2 separate regions of the Arachis hypogaea genome follow, and region 2 is linked to region 1. A link is a contact called in public Hi-C data. All regions are on one chromosome and are shown on one strand. Each heading gives the region's core, a stretch centred on a gene start, on an enhancer-like site or on the middle of the called end of the contact. The rest is flanking DNA. Distances are from core to core; before and after follow the strand shown. Region 1 holds the start of LOC112696492 (adenylate kinase 1, chloroplastic). Region 2 holds the start of LOC112696493 (WRKY transcription factor 44).

Region 1 (6,095 bases), core at 1,370-3,869:
GGTATTTTACTTCCCATGATATCGCATCGTATGTAACCTTAAACTTATTAAATGTTGAATTTGAAATAAGTTCTACAACTTCATATGCTGTAAAACCTAGAGAAAAATGTGTTGATCTTGTGATGTGATGCAATTCATCATTCCTTTAAATTGTGCTTGAACTTTCTTGAATTTCTCGTGAGTATACACATGCTAAATTGAGCTTCTATTTGATGGTTTTAATTTGTTGCACATAGTATGACAGTATAAAAATCTACAACATCTCTCTCTCTCTCTCTCTCTCTCTCTCATTTTGCTCTCTACTTCCTAGGAAATTATCATATTGTTTGATGAATTGGATCAGTAAGCTGTTGCGTGTAATAAATTTATCAAAAAACGCATGCATGCTCTCGCTCCTTTGTGTGTTTCTCATTCAGGTGTAGAAGTAGTGATCAAGATAAACTAGGACCCATAAATGACGATATTCGAAAAGTTATGAAAAAAATGATAAAATACATGAATCAGAAACGAAATGAACAAAAAATTAATAGGTTGGCACCTCTATTACACAAGCAAAACAGATAAATATCCAAACACTAAAAATAACAACATTTAGTTCATTCTAATAAAGACACCCTTACTTAAAAATCACTTGTTGTCTTCAACACCATACTTCATAAGAAATTCATTCCAATTTCTACCAAATACATCTTTTGTAAAAGAGTTCCAAACAACATGACTCATTTCTTATTCAATTTTTTTTGTGTATGTTGTAGCCGTTTAATTTATGTAGAATCTTTTTCATAATATGCCAAATACACCACATGTGAATAGTTGTGAGCATACAACTCTCAATAGCCTTTTGCATTGATGCACATTGATCGGTAAGAACGTCTTTTGGAGCCTTTCTTCTCATACAACGAAGCTAACATTCAAACTATTTGAATGATTGAATATCTTCGTTTTTCATCAAAGCACATCCTATAAGTGTAGAATGACTATGGTGATTGACACCAACAAAAGAACCAAAAACCAAATTATATCTAAATCAACCACACATAAACAAAAGATCATATGCACCAAAAGTAGAGTCTCATATGCACCGAAAGTTGTTTCACAAAACACATAAATCAGAACAATAAATTACCTATTTGTATTGTCAGTGGTATCGAATGAAATAACATCTTCAAAATACTCATAGGCAACTCTGCTTCTTGCGTTAGCCCAAAAAATGATTTTGATTGAGTGATCAAATTTATGTTCAAGCTCGAACAAAAAATTCTGATTCTTCTCTTTCATTCTTAATAAGTATTTTTCAAATTCTTTGGCATGGTCTAGTTCGAAAATATTACGGACTTCCCTCATAATGTAATTTCTCACATCTTTTTTAATAAAACTTAATTTACGAAAACACCCTGCTGTGTCACAAATGATTGATATATTTTGGTTGGTCTAATTCCAACTTCATCATTATTCTCAATCGTACGGCGTACAAACATGATTAACAACCTGTGTTGTTTAAGCATCTCTGCTTGATTTGGACAATACGGATGTGAATGATATCAAAACAACTTTTAAAATAATCTAAACACCAACGTCCTTCAATATATGTATATAAATTCTTATAGGATAATTTAATCCAGCTAAGGAATTTATCTTCTGAGTTGGAAATATGTTTGATTTCCATTTACCCTCTATGCTACATGTAATCAATTGGTTCTTAATTTTATTTTTCTTCTTATTTGTGTTATAAATTTTCGTAGAAAAACCTGCAAGTTTAGAATAATCTTTATAGAGTTTTTCAACTTTTCAAGTGCATTAAAAATCATCCCAACTTTTGGCACAAACTACCCATCAACATCACAAAGAAACTAAAAAAAACCAAAAAAAAGTTTCAGATTAAACCAAAATGTCTTTCCAAATGCACCGAAATTAGAAATGAAGCAGATTCAGCGAAATAACAATTCAAAACTCCTACATTATATTTAAATTCAAACGTCCAAGCATGAATACCAATTTTTACAAACAAAAATGAAATTATTCAACTACAGGAGCATCAACTACTAATGAAGAACATTAACTAAGATCGAACCAAACCTCATCCACTTAATTCGTTTCAAAAAAATAATCCAATTCGCCATGGTTCAACTGACAGTTTGAACTTGTATTATTCATTGTCTTCAAAAACAAAATATCTGTTTAAATTTGATTTCACTGCTTGATTTAAAAAAAAAACTGTTCCAAATCTTCAAATAAGATCAAAGAGCATTGATCATGAATAAAAAAAACACAAAAAATGAAAAGAATGCAGAAAAGAAAGAAAACGCAGAAAAAGAAGAGAACACAAAAAATGCTTAGAAAAAAAACCGAAATTCGCATAAAAAAGAGCTATATATAATGTCGTGATCTCTCAAAAGTTAGTTAGAGATAACGACACATGTAGCTGAATTAAGTTAGAACAACTTAGTTAAATTTAATTGATTAAATAACTTGGATGCAGAGCTTTATTATAATTAATAAATACGAACAAAAGGAAAAAAAATTATAACTCCGTTTGACTTCTAAATTTTGACCCCAAAACATTATTGGTAAATGGTAACAAATTCAATTGATGTTACAACTTACAACTCAGAAAAAATTGCATATTATGTTCACGTAATAACAATGCCAGTTTTTTTTTTTAACTAAATAAAAAGAAGCCATACTTAAGCAACACTGCCAAGTGCCAACACACGGTGATTATAGCTTCAATTTTCTAAAGGCCAACACCAATAAAATATAAATCGGAACAAATTAAAGAGGTTTCCAAAATAATAGAAACAATTTCGTTAGAAAATAATATTTTAATAAATAATCAGGGGGCGTGCAATCCCCATACCAATTACCGTTAAAAGGTATTTCTTCTTCTTCGCTTTGCTTTGCTTTGCTTTGCTTTAGGCTTTCCTCAGATTCGTTCCAATGGCGGCCATAACCCGCCTCGTGAAGCGCGCCTCCCCTTCCCTCTTCGTCTCTTCCACCGCGGCAAGAAGGCTCTTCTGTTCCGAATCCAGCTCCCACGCGCCGCCGCAGGATGACTTCCACGCCCCGCAGCGCAAGGATCCGAAAGACAGGAATGTGCAGTGGGTGTTCCTTGGGTGCCCCGGCGTCGGAAAGGGCACCTACGCCAGCCGCCTCTGCAACCTCATCGGCGTCCCTCACATCGCCACCGGCGATCTCGTCCGCCACGAGCTCGCCTCCAAAGGCCCCCTTTCCTCTCAGGTTCCCTAAACCCTTCTTTTTACTTTTTAACCTCTTCCTAATATTTTTAAATTTGACGGAAAAATTTACCTTTATGTTACATGATTTTGGTTGAGTTGAAATTTTGAAGTGTTAATGGCGTAGTGTTATCAATTTTATACTTGTGATGTCGCATATCTGGATAGTATTCCTTGTGAAGTGATATTAAAAATGTGTACCTTCTGTGTCTGATAAGCTGTATGGATAGATGTAGTGATGCAATCGTATGATCCTGTAGTACAGGATTGTTATTATGGGGTTGACATCTGTGTAGGAAAGAAGAAAAAAAACATTGATTTTGAGAGCTTGAATCTATAGACTTTTGTTGGACGTAGCTTTAGCTGGAACTGGATCTTAATTCTTAATCTGGTTGTTGGAGTTGAAAATTCTCAAACTCTTCTGATTGTAGATAATCTTAAGGGTGATTATTTGTGCCATAATTTGCCACTTATCGTTGATGTTTTTTATTTTTTATTTTTTTTCATGATAATCTGTGCAGTATCCATCTAAATTTGGATTTGGCCGTCCTCGGTTACTTAAACAATTTAATTATTGAGGTTCTTGCGTTCTCTTTTTCTACAAGTGTAGCATATTCTGTTCTTTTGATTGCATGTGGAATTTATTTTACTGGGTTTATATGGGGATTTTTCGAAGGTTGAATTTCGGGGAGTTTCAACATTTCGCTGAACCAAATTATTGATGTCTTGATTGTCTGTTTAAAAACAAAAAGAAAAAAAAAAACACAGCTCCAGCGAATTGATCCTAACCATACCTATACTTTAAAAAACCTGCTTTTCAAAAACAATTTTAAAACTAATCTCTGTATTTATTAAAACCAGTTTCTATCAAGGTCTTTTTTTTTATTTTTAAAGAAAATCCTCTTTAAATACTGTCTATTTTTAGAACCTGTTCAATTTTCCTCTGTTTTTCTCTCTCACGTGTTCTTGTATGTGATTTCACTCCTTTCCTCCTCCTCCTCCTCGCTCTCTATTTATGGCCTTGTTTGTTTGGTGCTACATCCACCCTTGATGATGCCTTCTCCCTCTTCGTCATGCTCCATTAGTACAGATCTCGGTGATGATTACCACAACCAATAGTGGAAAGCTTTATTATAATGTCAATCTTTTATTATTGATGTCTAAGCATCTTTTTTTTTTTTAAACATTTTTAAAGTCACTAAGTATTTGAAATTGTAGATATTGACGAATGTTGATTCTTTTGAGCTTTTAATGATGCTTATTAATGGTACTTCAAGAGGTCATAGTGTGCCCTAATTTTTATCTGTTCATTTAGAGCTGACAAGGGTGAATGGAAGGTGAAATGGTTTTGAGAACTAATTATTAGGGCATATTTTTTTTTTTTTTCCAAATTAAGGGTTTAGCTAACATCTAACATGTCCCCTTAGGGCATATGATTAAGTTATAAATTAAGAAAGTCTTTTTAGAAAACAATGCAAAATTTAAATTCTCAATGCATTTGTTGTGCATTTATTAAAATAAAGTATTTAAAACTTTCTATTACTAGCAACCTTAACTTGGTTAGCTAAACCCATAAATAAATATTAATAACATGAAACGAATTATACATAAGGAAAAGTCTAGGGGACCAACAGTTTTATTGAATTTTGGCCAGCATGTAACCGGCAGAAGAAGGTGAGCCATTGGATGAAATTTCACACCAATCTCACACCATCAAATCATCATTGATGGCTAATTGATGGCTAACAATCACAAAAATTACTGACCCCCTAGCATTGCTCAATACATAATAAGACCATATAGTTATATACTGTTTTCCTGTTTCGTCATTCACAGTTTCACACAATCTCTTTGGTCTCTAAATGCAATGTATGGTTTCTTTTACAGCTATCAGAAATTGTAAATCAAGGTAAATTGGTATCAGATGAAATTATTATAAGTTTATTATCAAAGAGGTTGGCTGATGGGGAAGCTAAAGGCGAGTCCGGATTCATTCTTGATGGTTTTCCTCGAACAATAAGCCAAGCAGTGAGTATCTCTATATTTCGTTATTGTTACACCTCCATAGCACTGGCGCATCAATATTGCTATTGATAGTGGGTTCTAATTTGCAAAGCACAAATTTTAATGAAAAGTGTGTAGGAGTCTTGTTAGAATGGATAATATGATTATTTCAGAAATAACCTATCTTACCTAGATTCTTTGATTTTTTTTTTGTTTACAGCTAACCAACTATTACTTTTCACCAAAACTATAAGTATGTTGGATTTAATTTTGTTCCTCTACCGATTGAGCTTTTTTCTTTCCTTCAGAATTTAATTGAATCATGCTTATGTCATCGTTAAAAAAAAAACTCTTAATGATGACAACAATTAACAGCTACCTTAAAGGTCAAAATTCAAACTCTTCGGTTTATGTCAACACATTTGTGTGATATATCAAAATAATCTAAATTGATAATGGATCAAAAGTAAATGCAAAGCTCCGAATAACCAATTTTTCATCTCATCGTTTGATATTTCTTGAGACTAAGTAACCAAATGCAAAGCTCCGAATAACCAATTTTTCTCATCTCATCGTTTGATATTTCTTGAGACTAAGTAACCAAACAGCAGCTTATTTTTTTGCCAACCTTCCCAAACCCTCTTTACCACCCCTCAACCTCTCTCTCTTTCTCTCTCTGGATGCATGAAGTCTATAACATGTTAGTTTTCTATAGCAGCTGTTTATTTGAATAATGTGCATAAAATTTTATTGCTTTTTTCTTGTGCTTAGGAAATATTGGAAAGAGTAATTGACATTGACTTGGTAGTCAATCTGAAGCTCCAAGAAGAAGCATTGCTTGCAAAATGCCTGGGTAGG
Region 2 (6,095 bases), core at 1,240-3,739, 510 kb after region 1:
CATGCATTATGTTTATAGGGAGACCGTATCATGCATTATGTTTATAGGGAGACCGTTTACATGTAAATCTCGTTTGACTACTTCATGGATGATTTTCCTAAATATTCTTTTATCTTTCACCTCTTGTCTATTTTCTATCTCATCTATCTTCCTGACTGAATATTCTGTCAGTCATCTTCTCACATATCTAAATTACTTGAGATGCGATTTTATCGTTTTTTTATAATAGTACAAAAATAGTATAAAAATTTAATTAAAAAATATAAAATTTAATTATAAATTTAATAAAATTATAAAAATTAATAAAATAATTAAATTAAAAAAATGATAGTAGAAGAATTCATGTGAGTCCATATGTAGAGGAGTCAAAGTAAGACAGGAGTTGGTATGGAAATTGATTGGAAGAGAGAAGAGGGGGGTTGTCCCACTAGAAAGGCGATAGTCATCGTGACCACATTATTATAAACGAAGCATAGCGAATGGTCAAACAAGAAGCAACTACGCTCACCACTCAGACAGTTAGTTGGCCGTACAACACTTCTTGGGATTGCTTCTCACTCCTTACTCCTCGCTCTCCCTCCATATTCCCATCCGCCACTTCCAATCTCATTGCCTCTTCTTACCTTTCCTGTTTCTCAATACCCGTTTCCCTCCCTTGAAAATGAGACAAGCATGACCTAGTTTAAATATGACTTATTAATAGTTTAATCAGTTAAATTTATAAACTGACGAGTCAAATTTAAACTTAGAATTGAATTTATAAATTAAATAAATTGAGTTTGAGTTTAGATAAGCTCAACTTATTAATTCGTAAATTAGTTCGATTATATATATAAAATTATTAATACACATATTCTATATGCATTTAGTTTATACTTTTAATATTATATAGATATATATAAAATAGTAATATATATTAATAATCTTAATTATTTAAAATTTTATATTTATTTTTTATATATAATTTTAATGTAGGTCATAAATAAAAAATTTATAATTTATTAATAGATAAATAATATATAAAATTAATCTTTTTAAATATTTTTAAAACATATAAGTTATAATTTATTGATATAAAATTATAGATCATGTTCTTATTATTTGAGCAAACTCGCTCGTTAGTTCGAGCCAACGCATAAGCTTTCGGTAAGTCAAACTTGAGCTTAAAAAATAGGCTCGGTTGTTAATGAGTCGAGCTATTAGCCAAACTCAATTTTTAGGAGCCAAACTTGAGCTTGGTTTAACTCGACTTAACTCGACTCACTTCCAGCCTTACTTCTCAATCTAAAATACCACTCTTATCTTCTTCTAGAATTTTAATAGGATAAAAATAAATAAATAAATTATCATTTTGATTCTAAAAAAATCTAAAAATTATATATAAAAAATTGAAAAATTTATTTTTAAATGATTTTTTCTAAAATTATTGTGTTCTTTATTCAAGAAAAAGCCAAAAATCTAAATTTGGATTATGAAAATATCTCGTTTTACCAAATAAACTTACAAAAAATTGTGTTAAGAGTTCTTTTTCATTTATATTTTTCTATAATTGGTGTATTTTTCAAACTAAGGTGAGGATAAAAAAAATCATTTTTTAAAGTGTTATTTTACCAAAAATTAAAATTTTTAGGTCAAAATAATAGTTTACTCAATTAAAAAAAGTGAAAATTGAATCAATATTTAATTTAATTTTTTTATGGGATTTAATTTAAATTTTTAATATATATGTAAGTTTATAATTTGTTTTACTATTTTAATTAAAAGAAGACTAAAATTTTACTTTCTAACTCTTTTACTCACTTCGGAGAAACTTAATCCTTCATGACAAACTTATGCACTAATAAACATTCTCTCACCTTCATCTAATTTTTTTAGTACTTGTATAATTTAGAAGGTATATATACAAAATGAGTCAAAATATCTTCTAGACGTTTTGTTTTCAATTTTGTGCCATTCACATGAAACAAATGTAGAAAAAATCACTTAAACAAAATGACCAAATCTAAAAAGATGAAAGTACATAATTTTTTTTTTAAGTAAACTTGAGAAAAAAATTGCATTGAAATTTGAATGCTAAAACTTTTATAGAGCATGATTCTTCATAATTTTTCTTTTTTAAGATCCATTTTGTAAAATCTAAAGTTTTTTTGGAGTATCAAAATGGTAGTTTTCTGTTAAAGTGTATTTTACTGTTATTATAAAATATTTTTCTTTTTAAATTAGAAGCAAGATTCAAATCTAAAATTTTTAGATAAAGATCGAAAAATTATGAAATTTGAGATATAGCTCATAAAAATTATTTATGACACTGTTATAAATAAATTTGATTATTCATGTAATCGAAGTTTGGTTATTCTATTGTATGATATGTTTTGATTATTCTAATAATTTTTTATTTATTTAAAAAATATATAAATTAATATGTAAAAATATATACAAATCTATGTAGTGATTTATTTATATAGCGTATATGTTACATTTTTGTGTGTGTATATATATACTTCACAAACATCTAGTTTGATTTTATTAAATGTTTAAAAGAGCAACACTGTCGTTTATTAGGTTCAGAACTTTATCTTTTAGGAACAAAACCCAGTGACATTCCCTCCTATCTCCCTCCCTCTTTCATTTAGCTTCTTTCTTTTTTCCCCCTTCATTCCATATCTATATGTATAAAGCACCACGCATATATATATATGTACATAAAAAATAAGGTCACTGTTTAATGTTATCGTTGATGAAACGCTCGAATCCGAAGTAAATTTCAATCTTTCCCTTCATGATGCGTTTTAGTTAGGAACTTATTATTAGGTTTATTATTTATTATATTTGCATTTCCCTTTTTATCTGACATTTAATTTCGTTGAAATGCAGGAAAGGGGTTAAACTCAGGGTTTGTATTGGGAAAAAGATTGAAGACACAGAATTATATGGTTCTCTTTAGCTTAGAGTATATATATGTTGCTTCAATTGGTGGTGGTCTTGGATATCTGGTTAGTTCTTAATTCTCTTTATTCTTCTTAATTTATTATCTTAATTACCATAATATGTGTTACTTATAACTTTCCTCAGAAGGCATAACCATATATAATACCATGAAATCTAGTAAATTAAGAACTCAGATATTGGAGCTGCTTTTTCGTACTATATCGATCGTTTGCGTGCTTTTCTTTGTTAGGTTATTGTCTGGGTTTTTATGCTCATCACCTCAAATATATGGTTCATTACATTTGTATTGACAAATGATTTTTTATATATCCACTTTTGTGCATACACATTCCTCGTTTATATATATTTTTTGATTGCTATGATGTGTAAAAGTTGTGTCTAATTTACTAAAAAATTTAAAAATTAATATTAAATATTTAAAATTTATCATAAAAAATAAGTTAAATAAAAATTAAAGACCAAATAATAAACATCATAAAATTCATATATATATATTATTTTTTTTCTTTTGTATTAGAAGAAGATTATTATTTTTAGCTACTTTTGAATAGTATAATAAAAAAAATCTTAATTAGAGAGAGTGAGTCTCTCTCTCTCTCACACACACAGAGTGAAAGAATATGTACTAACTAAATATATTAAAAAAGGGTAGGCAAACTAAATATTTAATTAGAGGATAATTATGATACCATATAAAAATACGAAGAACCAATACTCTTTATAACGCGTGTGGGTAAAGAAAAATCACGTATTTTATGAACTAAAATTAATTTTTTTACTTAGTTAAGTCTTAAAACTTATGTTACACTAAAACTAAAAGATTATGAATTTAATTTTTTGAGTTAACAATTATATATATAATATGAGGAAGGACATTTTAAGGAAAAAAAGTATACACAAACTCTCCCTCTTATCCTCATTATATATAGTAGAAATAAAGTAGATATTATTATAATCATAGTGAGGGAAGCAATGTTATATTAATGTTAGCAATTTCTTCGCAACTATTTCTGTTATAATAATTTGGGACAACATTTCTTCTAATTTATAATAAGGGATCAAACATTTTTAAAATTAAGAGATTAGTAAAGTAAAAAGTGAGTGTTTAATTATCTTTAAATTAAGAATAAATGAGTTTTTGATTGAATTAAACTCTTTTAAAATAAAAAAGTTAGTAAAGTAAAAAAAATGAGTATTTAATCATCTTTGAATTAAAATAACGAAACTCACATAAAAAAAAATAAAAAATTCAAAGATAAAATTTTTCTAAAATAAAAAAATTATTGAAGTAAAAAAAAATAAAAGTACAATCACTTTTGAATTAAAGTAGTAGAATTTATGTATGACAAAAAATTATAAATATAATTATAATTAACTTTTTATTTCATTATTTTATTAATTTTTCACTTTAAATAATTTTTTAAAATTCAATATTAATTAAACTTTTATTTTACTAATCTCTTTACTTTAGCCTAATCTTTTTCCTTTGTGATTATGAGGAATGGATTTCAATGCTAGAGATTATATATACTGATTAAGTTTGTGAGTATTAGACAGTCACTTTTTTTTGGTGTAGGAGTATGTGGGCCAATTTCATCAGTTTTTATTTAGAGTTTAGGTTACAATAATTAATCGAAAATTAATTAAAAGTGGGCGACCAGCAAAATAGATGGATTGTTTTGTCGGTGCTGGTGCCTCTATTTGATTTCTGAATATCTGATATGTATAAAATTATCAGAATTTTCTTTTCATTCTTCAAACTTTTCAATGAAAATGCCTGTACGGACATTTAATTTCTTATTGCTGCGAAAATGAATGGTGTTGTTGCGTGGTTAAGCCTAGTTAGGGTAGAATGAATGATTGATAGCTCTCTTGGGATTGCTTCATTAGCCGTCTCTCAAGTCTCAGAATCTGTGAATTGAACAACTGATATGACATTTTATTCCTTAATTCTACTATTGAGTAGGATAGAGTATTATCGAGAAAATAGAATACCATAAATAATGTGTAGATATATATAACAAAAGATTTTTCTATTGAAGTATTTTATTAGAGAAATGATTGGATACTCTTAAAATAATAATGATTGGATGCATGTTAACTCTTGATAATAATTTTTTGTACAAAATACATATCAGAATATAAAAATACACATAAAAAGTGATGTAAAATAAGATATGTATTTATACACAATAAATGAATATTTGGTTTACTAGTAAAATTTTTGTTCCACAATATATTCCTCACAAAACCATCCATAATCATTGCCATGTTTCTCCATACAAAAACCTAATTGATGATCTTCTTGTAGCTAAATGCAGTTGAAGTTTCAAATAATTTTAGTCTGTGATATTTGATATATCATGGTTTTGGTACTATAACTGTACTACTGTCCTTGAAACTACAACCAAAAGAAACAAAAAGCAACCTCTCCTCTCCTCTCACGGGCAAAAAAATATAATTTAATATATGTGAATATATTAAATTTGTTAAAAGATATTTAAATAAAAAAAGAGAAGAAAAAAAAATATGTATTTATAGACACTGTATCAACTTTAGATCATATCAAATGATCAAATGATAAGCTGGATTAAAGTCACCACAGTGTCTTGCAGTTAATTAGGACATATGACACAGTAGAGATAAATAAGGTATCTCATGTTAGAATCTGAAAAGATATATATCGTTTTGAATTTGGTTTCTTTAAAATCTTTGCTTTTGTTATGGCCTCTGCCTCTTCTCTTTTGTTTACATTGGCTATCTTTACCAGACACAGTAGCATGAGTGAGACTCATAATCATGATAGTGAAATTTCTTTCTGTATTAGGAACTAATATTAAAACTTGGTATAATGTTAGGTGTACCAGGTTGGTGATCCTTATCTTCGGATGAGTTGAAGCCATCATCAAGAGGAATTCTTGCTATTTCTGAGGAAGAGTGGAAGTTGCAGACCATCTATTTGTAAAAAGTACTGACTGAAAATGGATATTGATGAAGCTGAGAGAGTAGTCGTGGCAAAACCAGTTGCTTCAAGGCCTAATTGTTCTACTTTCAGATCTTTCTCTGAGCTTCTTGCAGGTGCCATTAATGCCTCATCACCTCAAATTGAATCTTCCCAGGCAACAGTTTCTGCCATTAGACCAAAG

The links. A called contact is a pair of places that touch in the nucleus more often than the background predicts.
Region 2: a contact with region 1 is called in a Hi-C map of leaf, with 2.4 times the contacts expected there. The contact joins the promoter of LOC112696493 here to the promoter of LOC112696492 in region 1. A contact is called at or near these places in 2 of 8 Hi-C or Micro-C datasets (both in leaf).

Annotation. Positions count from the first base shown.
Region 1 is chr6:25,150,614-25,156,708 of arahy.Tifrunner.gnm2.J5K5, forward strand. LOC112696492 (adenylate kinase 1, chloroplastic) reads left to right here and starts at 2,620. Exons shown (of 4, transcript XM_025749290.3): 1 at 2,620-3,237; 2 at 5,121-5,261; 3 at 6,009-6,095. The coding sequence starts at 2,938.
Region 2 is chr6:25,664,187-25,670,281 of arahy.Tifrunner.gnm2.J5K5, forward strand. LOC112696493 (WRKY transcription factor 44) reads left to right here and starts at 2,490. Exons shown (of 7, transcript XM_025749293.3): 1 at 2,490-2,757; 2 at 2,875-2,993; 3 at 5,808-6,095. The coding sequence starts at 5,931.